3 separate regions of the Mus musculus genome follow, and all the other regions are linked to region 2. A link is a contact called in public Hi-C data. All regions are on one chromosome and are shown on one strand. The core of a region is the stretch at or near the end of the contact, and the rest is flanking DNA. Distances in the headings are between cores, read along the strand shown. Region 1 overlaps Gm30688 (a long non-coding RNA gene). Region 2 overlaps Prickle2 (prickle planar cell polarity protein 2). Region 3 has its middle 23 kb from the start of Prickle2.

What was found. A called contact is a pair of places that touch in the nucleus more often than the background predicts.
Region 1: a Hi-C map of cortical neurons shows a contact between it and region 2, with 2.8 times the contacts expected there. The contact joins two enhancer-like sites. A contact is called at or near these places in 5 of 484 Hi-C or Micro-C datasets (cerebral cortex, cortical neurons and uterus) and 1 of 9 other capture datasets (liver).
Region 3: a contact with region 2 is called in a Hi-C map of cerebral cortex, with 1.9 times the contacts expected there. The contact joins two enhancer-like sites. A contact is called at or near these places in 1 of 39 promoter capture datasets (hippocampal neurons), 9 of 484 Hi-C or Micro-C datasets (cerebral cortex, cortical neurons, embryonic fibroblasts and 4 more) and 2 of 115 datasets of contacts at active chromatin or transcription factors (forebrain and neural progenitor cells).

Annotation. Positions count from the first base shown.
Region 1 is chr6:92,285,077-92,288,219 of GRCm38.p6, forward strand. All of the region lies in intron 1 of Gm30688 (a long non-coding RNA gene), which reads left to right. Among named protein-coding and RNA genes, the nearest start is that of Gm30688, 17 kb to the left of the region's middle. Within about 2 kb of position 1,830, at least 14 of the 459 cell types and tissues checked have an H3K27ac peak or open chromatin away from gene starts, as enhancers often do. A contact at or near this core is called in cortical neurons, where this site is marked.
Region 2 is chr6:92,520,544-92,523,469 of GRCm38.p6, forward strand. All of the region lies in intron 2 of Prickle2 (prickle planar cell polarity protein 2), which reads right to left. Among named protein-coding and RNA genes, the nearest start is that of Gm38862, 120 kb to the left of the region's middle. Within about 2 kb of position 1,323, at least 37 of the 459 cell types and tissues checked have an H3K27ac peak or open chromatin away from gene starts, as enhancers often do. A contact at or near this core is called in cerebral cortex, cortical neurons and forebrain, where this site is marked.
Region 3 is chr6:92,727,382-92,730,387 of GRCm38.p6, forward strand. No RefSeq gene overlaps it. Among named protein-coding and RNA genes, the nearest start is that of Prickle2, 23 kb to the left of the region's middle. Within about 2 kb of position 1,325, at least 67 of the 459 cell types and tissues checked have an H3K27ac peak or open chromatin away from gene starts, as enhancers often do. A contact at or near this core is called in cerebral cortex, cortical neurons and forebrain, where this site is marked.

The DNA of each region.
Region 1 (3,143 bases), core at 580-3,079, 230 kb before region 2:
CAGGAAGTGGGAGGGGAAAGAGGTCCACTAGCAGAATGAAACCTCATCGACTTTGCTTTGCTCCTAGGGTTTGAGATGGGGCCAAGGACCAAATGTATGCTAGATAATAAATGCTCTGTCTGTGAGCTACACCCAAGAGCTTTGTGTGAGCATTTTCTAGTGAGCCATTTACCTTAGGGGAAGACGTTCAGCATTCCATTTTTAAAACACAGGTAGAGGAAGAGGGTGGACTGAATATGCTTGGCCCAAGGGAACTGGCACTACTGGGAGATGTGGCCTTGTGGGAATAGGTGTGGCCTTGTTGGAGGAAGTGTGTCATTGTATAGGCAGGCTTTGAGGTCCTATGCCCAGGCTCTACCTAGTGCAGAAGAGACCCTCCTCTCGGCTGCATGCGGAAGACAGTCTCCTTGCCTGCTTTCAGAACAAGATGCAGAACTCTCAGCTCCTTCTACCGCACTGTGTCTGTCTGCTTCCTGCCAGGATGATAATGGACTGAACCTCTGAAACTGTATGCCAGCCCCAGTTAAATGTTGTCTTTTACAAGAGTTGCCTTGGTCATAGTTAGTGTTTCTTCATAGCAATGAAACCCAAATGGAGACACTGGCATTACTAATTTCTTACTGTACTGACCTGTGAATGGGAACACAAGGATCCCGGGCTGTGTGATGTAACTTGTTTATAGCACTGAACGAATGGAGAACCCAAATGCCCTCAAATGAGGTGATGGTAAACTGGCATAACTCCAAGTGGAATGCTGTAGAGCAGTGTTTCTCAACCTGTGGGTCACGACCCTTTGGAGCCAAATGACACTTTCACAGGGGTTGCATATCAGATAAACTGCATATCAGATATTTATACTACGATTCATAACAGTGTCAGAATTACAGTTATGAAGTTAGCAATGAAAATAACTATGGTTGGGGGTCACCACAACATGAGGAGCTGTATTAAAGAGTTTCACATTAGGAAGGTTGAGAACGCTGCTGTAGAGGCATCGATGAGCCAAAGCAAGGGCCATATCCCCTGATGCGCCCATCCTGCCACCTCATTGGTACAGATTTGAGTATTTACTACACCCCAAAGACTATTCTAGGCTACGAGATGGGAGAAAGGTCAAATGCCAACATCCCTGAAGAATCTCTGTAAAACATGTGAATGAGTATAGTATAACTATGCAGATAAGCCCTTTGGATTGCACACAGAGGGGAATACCCAGGGACAGCAGAAAGCCAGTATAGCAAGGCTTGTTGTAGTCAATAAAGAGCATAGAAGGACAGTGTGGCCTGAGTGGAGGAGGAATGAGTAAAGCTGGATGAGACAGGTCCTGTGGTGCTTTATGGCTCACATGGCATGTACACATGGTCCATATGGTAGGCACTGTCCTTCACCACAGACTCCATCACTCGCTGCCATGAGCTTCCCATATAGGGTATGCAAACTGGCTCACACAGGGAGACACCAGCCTTGGCATCTTCAATAAAATGGGACTCTAATTTTATATGTTGCTCACGGGAGGACAAATGAACAGGTGAGTGAGAGAGAGAAGGTGGAATCTGGGCACAGCCATATCCTGAACTAAGCTGTAAAAGTGAGATTCTCAAGTGAGCCAGCAGAGGGCACGATTGGACTTTGGAACAAGCCTGGGCTGAAGTAGAAAGCAACCTGATATTTGTCCTCTGAAATTGAAAAATACCCCTTTTCCTAAGATGAGGAAAACAGGGAGATGGGTTGGGATGGTAGGAGCGAAGATTGCCTCACATGCATCAATGCTCTTAGACCTCTGCTATGTGCATCTAGCTAGCATCTAAGTGCTGACAGGGAAGCAGGCTGACCCATTCTCAGTGGGAACAAGGAGTAGATGTAGTCAGAGCTGAGAGGTAAGGGTGGAGATCTTCAGGGACACCTGCATGCTTAGAAACGGGCCAAGAGTCTACAGCCAGAACACCCTGAACCGTGTCTGACTTTAGAAGATAAGCAGAATCAGGCCTTGGATGGGAGAAAGTGGGAAGGGGAAGTCACACAAATGCAGAAGAGAGCTGCCACTGAGGAAGTCCCACCCAACACAGAACAGCTGAATGGGGGAAGATGGTGTAGGGTGACCACAGGTCAATGAGGGAAGTAACAGAGCCTTCAACGTGGACAAGACTGAGATCAATAGCCCAGATGGGGCAGGCATATTGACACTTCCAGGGTCAGGGAAGATCGGTTTATGAAGGTAAGTGTTGGGATTTTTTTCCCCCAGGGAGTAGAATAATAAGGTTGATGCATAGCATGCCAAGAGTCTGAGCTTCGAGACAAAGAGCCTCACTGCATTTTGGCATTCAGAAGGGTCTAGAGCCACACAGAGAGAAGACACTCAGGCTGGGCATGGGGTGTCGAAGGACTGCTGCAGAGTCTAGGTGCTGGGAACTCCACATGGTGGAGAAGGGTGGACAGCAAAGATTAGAAATGGTGCTAAAAAACAAAAGTCCCATGGGTGTCCACTGTGATAGGGGGCGAGGGATGGGGCTCATCTGAGGTAGCACTGTCAAGTGCAAGTGGATGGCTAAGGAGCAGGTTAGGGTGCTGGATAAAAAGTGAGTAAAAAAAGGTATTAGGAGTGGATGGATAGGGTTTAACTGACAACCATGATCTTCACTGAAGGCTGTCCAGACTTATTACAGCACCCAAGGAAGTCTACAGGCTGAGGAATATAATTTGACCCAGCAAAGACTCTCTGTTAGAAGTTCCCTTCAAAGAGAAGAGGAACATGGAACCCCTGCACGGAGCAAGCAGTGGTGCCTGAGATGGGTGTCCTTCAACGTACTCTTGACTTCTCTCCCATTGAGGTGGAACACACAGAAGTGGCTAGCTGGACATATTAGAGTTTGCTAGTTAAACAAGACATCCAGATTGCTGTAGTGGTCCTGAAGGTTAGTTTGGTTAGCAGGGAACAAGAAGCTGGGGAAGTATAGAAAGAAACTGGTCAATGATGGTTGCCTTAATCATAGTCCTACGATGGGCGCCCAACCCACAGCCAAGAGTCTGACTCAGGTGTCACTCGATGAACTGATGAGGGCCTAAATCAAGGGTAGACTTTTCTGTGAGGAGACATGGGTTAGTGATGGGGATACCCTAAAAGGCAAGAATGGGGACAGAGATAG
Region 2 (2,926 bases), core at 73-2,572:
GCATTGCCAGTAGAATGGAACTTGGGGAAATCTCCTTCCAAGACGTGAGCCAAGAGAGATTTATCTCCCTCCATTTTGCTTCTTGTTGCCTGGACTGCAGATGTGGTGGCAGTGGTTGGTCAGACTATGACTGTGGAGTGACTTTGAAGAAAGAGGCCATATGCTAAGTTGGCAGGGCAGGACAAAACAAATCTGGGTCTACAGGACAGTGAAGCAGTGAGACCAGACCTTTACAGCTGCTCTCAGGCAATATGTAAATAAAGCTAAGGTCTATGGGGGCAAAGCCAGCCCACCACCTGCTTTTGTGACTCTTGAGCTTCAAGAGAGTTTTATAGAGGAGCATTTGCCATCTAGGAAATCTAGATGCCCTTTATCCTTTCCTCCTCACCTTCCCAAAAGAATATCACTTACCTCTTAATATTTTTAATTTAATCAATCGAATTCTGTGGGAATTTGTTTGTTGTTTAAATAAGTACACCCTTGATTTTACCTCTCGATTTGAAAAAAAAAAAAAACTTTTAGTTTTTTCATGTGGATCTTAACAAAGCATCCACTGACCCATGGTGTAGAAAAGTCCCTATCACACTGCTGGTTATAAAGAAAACGCTCAGTAAGTGACAACTGCTATTATAATCGTACCTCCAGAAGGCAGAATAACTTCATCATTGATTCTCTTTTGTCAGCTATTACATTCCCACAGAAAAGCATAGCATAATTGTTTATTGATTTGAAGAGAAAACAAATTTCCCAGAGTCTCTTGCTTACCTGTCCTAACCATTTCTCTCCCCTTCCCCCCTCCTCACTTCTTGGTTATTAGGCAAGAAAAACTGACACAAGAGCCTACCAGAGACATTTAAACTACATTTTTCCCAATGCCCCCTTCCTCACTCATCTATCACAGAGGCATTTTAAAGGCCACCTAATAAGAAAGTGACAAGTCAGTAAGGAGCGTGGGGCACTGAGCCTAATATTATTTACATTTCTTTGGAGTGTTTTGGTAACTGAGCCCAACATGTAGCATTTTTTCCAACTAACACAACAATTGCCAAAGTGACACAAATGAATGGAATCCTAGGCCAACTCACTCACATTTGTTATTACCCAGTTGGCACATCATCTTCATGTTTCATTTATGATTCTATGACCAAAATCAGCTTGAGGATCCAGGAAGTATCTTGATCCGACCATACTAGCCGAGGAAACATAGGTTTTAGTTTGCTGGGCAAAAGAAGAATCATATGGCTGAGCTCGCCTGGCAACTCCTAAGCCTTTTGGAAAGTGGCACCAGGTTTCTGGCTCATGTCCATAGCATTCTGACAGCCTGTGCCAGCTCCTCCCACTAACTGCTGCCTCTGCCCCAACCTTCAGCTATCGTCTGCACGACAGTCTGGGTTGCTCCAAATCCAGTCTTTGGAATTTGAAATGGGAAGGTAGGAGCTGTTCGTGATGGCCATCCTCTTTCTCCTCAAAAGAGTCAGAGGAAGAAGGGGTTGGCAAATGAGCAGTGTCAAATGGGAATCCGGGACACAGAGCAGATTCACACATCCTATCCCCGTTCTACTACAAGGTAATAGAGGGTGCATTTTGAAAAGAGTGGTTGTTTAAAACATTTCAGCACATCAAGAACATGCAGAGGATGGCAATAATAGCTTGGGAGGGCGGTGGACAGGAAATCCATAGAAAGAGAACAGTCCCTTTCAATCACCTGGGTGTCTACACTCCCCAATTCATTATGTTGAAATCTTAACCTGAGGTGACAGTACTAGGAGGTAGAAGCTTTTAGATGGTAAACTAGGTCCTCAGGATAGAGCTCTCTAGATTGAATGGGTACCCTATATGAAGGGATCCCCAGTGCCAAGCGCAGGGGTTCACATCTGTAACCTCAGCATTCCAGAGGCTGAAGCTGTAGGATCTGTTGAGTTCAAGGACAGATTGGGCTACACAGTCAACTCCAGGCAAGCATGTACTACAAAGAGAGACCCTGACTCACAAAGGAGAGGAGGAAGGAGGGGACAGAGAAGGGAAGAGAGGGGAGAGGGATTGAGGGAGGGAAGGAAAGAAAGAAAGAGTAAATGCTCTCTCAAAAAGCTAGCTCGCTCTTCTGTCCATCATATGAGACACAGGTAGACAGAAGCTATCATGACAGCAGCCAGTGAATTTGCTAGATGCCCCCAGTTTCCAGAACTGTGAAGGTTCTGTTTTGTATAAACTGTTCAGCTAAGATACTTTTGTTTTTAAAGTTCTCCATGTGATGCAGTAGCTGGAACAATTGATTATGGGGAAAGTTAATGGTTAAAAGAGCAAAGGGTTGCGTTTTGACATTATACGTTCTCTTGAAAGCTAAGTTGCTAAAATGTCCGTGATAGAATGCCCAGCTTAGATAGAACACCAAGACGGTGGGTTTACTTGGCTTACAATTTCAGGTCACAGGCCCTCCCTTCAGCAAAGCAAGCCAAGAACTTAGTGCATCTCCCCCACAGCCACAGGTCCTTGCTCACAGGCTGCAGAATGAGCTTTCTTCCCTCTTACGTAGCTCAGGGCGTGGCTCGTAGACTGGAGCTGCCTACATCGAGGGTGGTCTTTACCTCAATTAACAAGCAAGACAAGGCCAACTTGAGCTAGATAATTCCTCCTTAAGAATTTCTTTCCAGATGATTCTGTGTTGTATCCAACTGGCAGTTAAGATTACCTGGCACCAGCACTGTCTGTAGTGGCATCTAACTAGAAACCAACCAAAATCTTATGCATAACTAAATGTAAAATCGTGGTATCTTTCCTTTTCTTTTCTATTCTTTTTTAACCAGTTTTTTTTTTGAGAATTCATATATATTTAAATTATTTTCCCCATCCTGTCTCTAAGTCCTCTCATACCTCCTGCCACATACTTCCTTTCAAATTCATAACCTCTTCATTAGTTATTATTGTT
Region 3 (3,006 bases), core at 75-2,574, 210 kb after region 2:
CTTGGCTAGAATATAGTATTTTCCGTGCACTATCTAATCCAAACCTCCCAAGGCACAAGTTAAGAAACACACCCACGATTACACATGGAGGAATCCACAGATCAGCCTTAGATACCAAGGAGTCCAACTCCAAGATCATGGCCTTAACCACCTCACAGTCTCCCTGCCTGTCTGAATCCTTCTGTTATTCTGCAGGGAAAAGCCAAGCTCATTAGAGGCTCATGATCTCCCCCACCCCCACCCCACCCCCAATCTCTTCCTCCTGTAATACCAGCTTCGTGGAGACCTAGCAGATAGCATCCTCTGAGGATTATTTTTAAAAATGAATTCCTTTCTCAGCTCTCCTCCCTCCCAAGCCCCATATGATGAACAAAAGTTGCCAGGTTGCTGGCTCCACACATGGTATGTTATTCACGGGCTGCTCTGCTGCGATGAGCCAACTCATTAGTTTCAAAGCTGCAGATTAATCTTACATTTCTGTTTCCTGGAGGTGAAAGGTCATTTTTTATCTCCTTAGCTTTATCCACCACCCAGGAGGAAATTGGATCTTTAAGCATGAGGGACCTTTCTCCCCACGAAGCAGCTGTTCGAGCTTCTCTTCTATGTTTTGAGTGAAAAACGGATACAGAGAACTGGAATTGTGTGTGTGTGTGTGTTTAAACCAAACCAAACCAAACCCAAAAAAAAAAAAAAAAAAAAAAAAAAAAAAAAAAAAACAGAAGAGCATCTTTTAAAAGTAAGAGAAATCTTGTAAATTGTGGGGCAGGGGGAAAAAAAAAAAAAAAACAACGAGGAAGAGGCTAGTGCAAGTAGTGTTGAGAACGTTAGATACAAAACAAATGCTCCCCAGCAAGATGAAGTTGGTAAGATTTAGAAGGCGAAGGCCTCCCTCCCCTCCCCCAGCTCAGAGCTTTGCACTCGCCCTCTGATGCCGCCTAGTGGTGAAATCTAATATGGCACCAGCCCGAGAGAAGAGATGATTATTCAAGCACCACCTCCCAAAACACGGGTAGATTTGGGCCTGAGAGACAGCAGCTGGATGGTTAGCTTTAGAAATCATACTCGTACGATTGCTAACAAAAGGTAGACGCTTGTAAGGGGGCTCTGCTGCTGTGGAAGTGGTTCATGTCCATGAAACACTTCAAGCTTGGTCTCAGTTGCTTTCCAGACCGTTGAGGAGCCGGCCCTAGAGAACAGCACACGATTCCCAGGTTGTGCTGCCCCAGTTAGATCGCCATTTCTCCTGCGTAGCCATGGCTGAATCAGAGTTGCATTGAGGAGGGAAGAAAGCTGTATTGAACTCTGCTTGCTTGGGCTCACTGCAGCTATTGTCTGGCACTTAAGGCTGTAATCAGAGTGAACACACTGACCACTGTTTATTTTCCCCACCGGGCTTTCTCCCAACATTTTCTCCCATCTCCACAGGGAGATTTGGCATTTAAAGAGAGCGTGGGGGAGGGGAGAGTGTGGCAGAAAGGTTGGGTTCTTCCAGAGAATAAAGAAAGCAAAGGCTCTTTATAACTGGAGATGTTTCTATGTGGCGAATGCCCTAGAGGAAATACAACATGCACTGAAGCATTGACATGATACTGTCCCATGAGGCATCAAGTAACCTTCTTGCAACACAGCATCCACCAAAAATGCCCCATAATGAGGCTGAGATGTCTCAGTGGGTAAACCGCTTCCGGCACAAGCGTGAGGACTTGAGTTGAGATCCCCAACACCCATGTAGAAAGCCAGATGTGACAGCGCATGCTTATAATCCCAGCACCAGGGAGACTGAGATAAGAGGGTCCCGGGGCTTGCTGGCCCGCCAGGCTAACTGGATTGATGAGCTCCAGCTTCAGTGAGAGACCCTGCCTCAAAAACTAAGATAATGATGGAGGAGGATACCAGAAGTCAACCCCCAGTCTCCAGAAGTGCACCCCACCCACCCCACCCCACTCACAAATAAAATAATAATAATGCCCACCGTTATCTTAGAACTGAGTAAAGACACCAACTACTAAATCAAGCAAGGACAGAGAACGGGGATAGGAAAGTGGGATTTGGAGGAAGAAAGCAAGCACAGCACCTGCAGCTTTGGATCACTTAGTTCAGCACTATATTCAGAAGGGGCTTAATGACCACATGAAGCACGGGCACAGAGACATGTTTATCACCTGTCATGCCCCCAATTCAGGTCTGTTCTCCTTAAAGGACAATCATGGAGGGATATCAGTGTACTGGAGACTAGAGAGTCCTGTGTCCATGCAAATCTTGGGGCTGGCAAAGAAAGAATTGGGCTAATTGAGAGCCAACCATGGACTCAGCAGCTAGCCGATACTTTTCTCCTCTGGGTTGAGCTGTACTTCGAGGAAAGATGTTGCATTGCCAAGTGGAGGCCATTAGCGAGCCAAATCTACCTTGCAAGGGAGAGCAGTCAAGGCACAGACTTCCTGATTTTGATTACTGGAGTCAATACATGGTCTTGTGGTGATTAGCTCCTAGCTCTTATTTATACCCTCTCTAGCTACATGGAGATGAGAAACATCTGAGTCCTGGCTTAGTATAGGCTTACTATGGATTTAATATTCTACAATCCATTCTGGGGATGGTGAAGGAGAATAAGTCATTTTGTCTGCTCAGCATCCTTTATATTTCTTTCACTGCCAACACCATGATTTCTTCTTCACATTCAGCCCTATGGTTTTCTACAGGCTCCTTTCCTTTATTTACTATCCGGGTACTAGCATCTGGTTCATATCTGCCCAACTGAAACTGAACTATCCACAGGAAAGTCTCTTTTGACCATAGTTGTTAGCAGATGGAATGTGTGTTTATCAACTGTGATCTAATAATGACACTTAACATATCTTCTCATAATTCAGTGTCATAGGACAGTATTTGTTATCACATTCACATGTCTCCAGGTATCCAGAGCACCACTACTTCTGGATGTACACTTGTGGTTATGAGTGGTAGCTCTCTTCTCACAGTCTTTGCTTTCTACTGAACTAGCCAGCT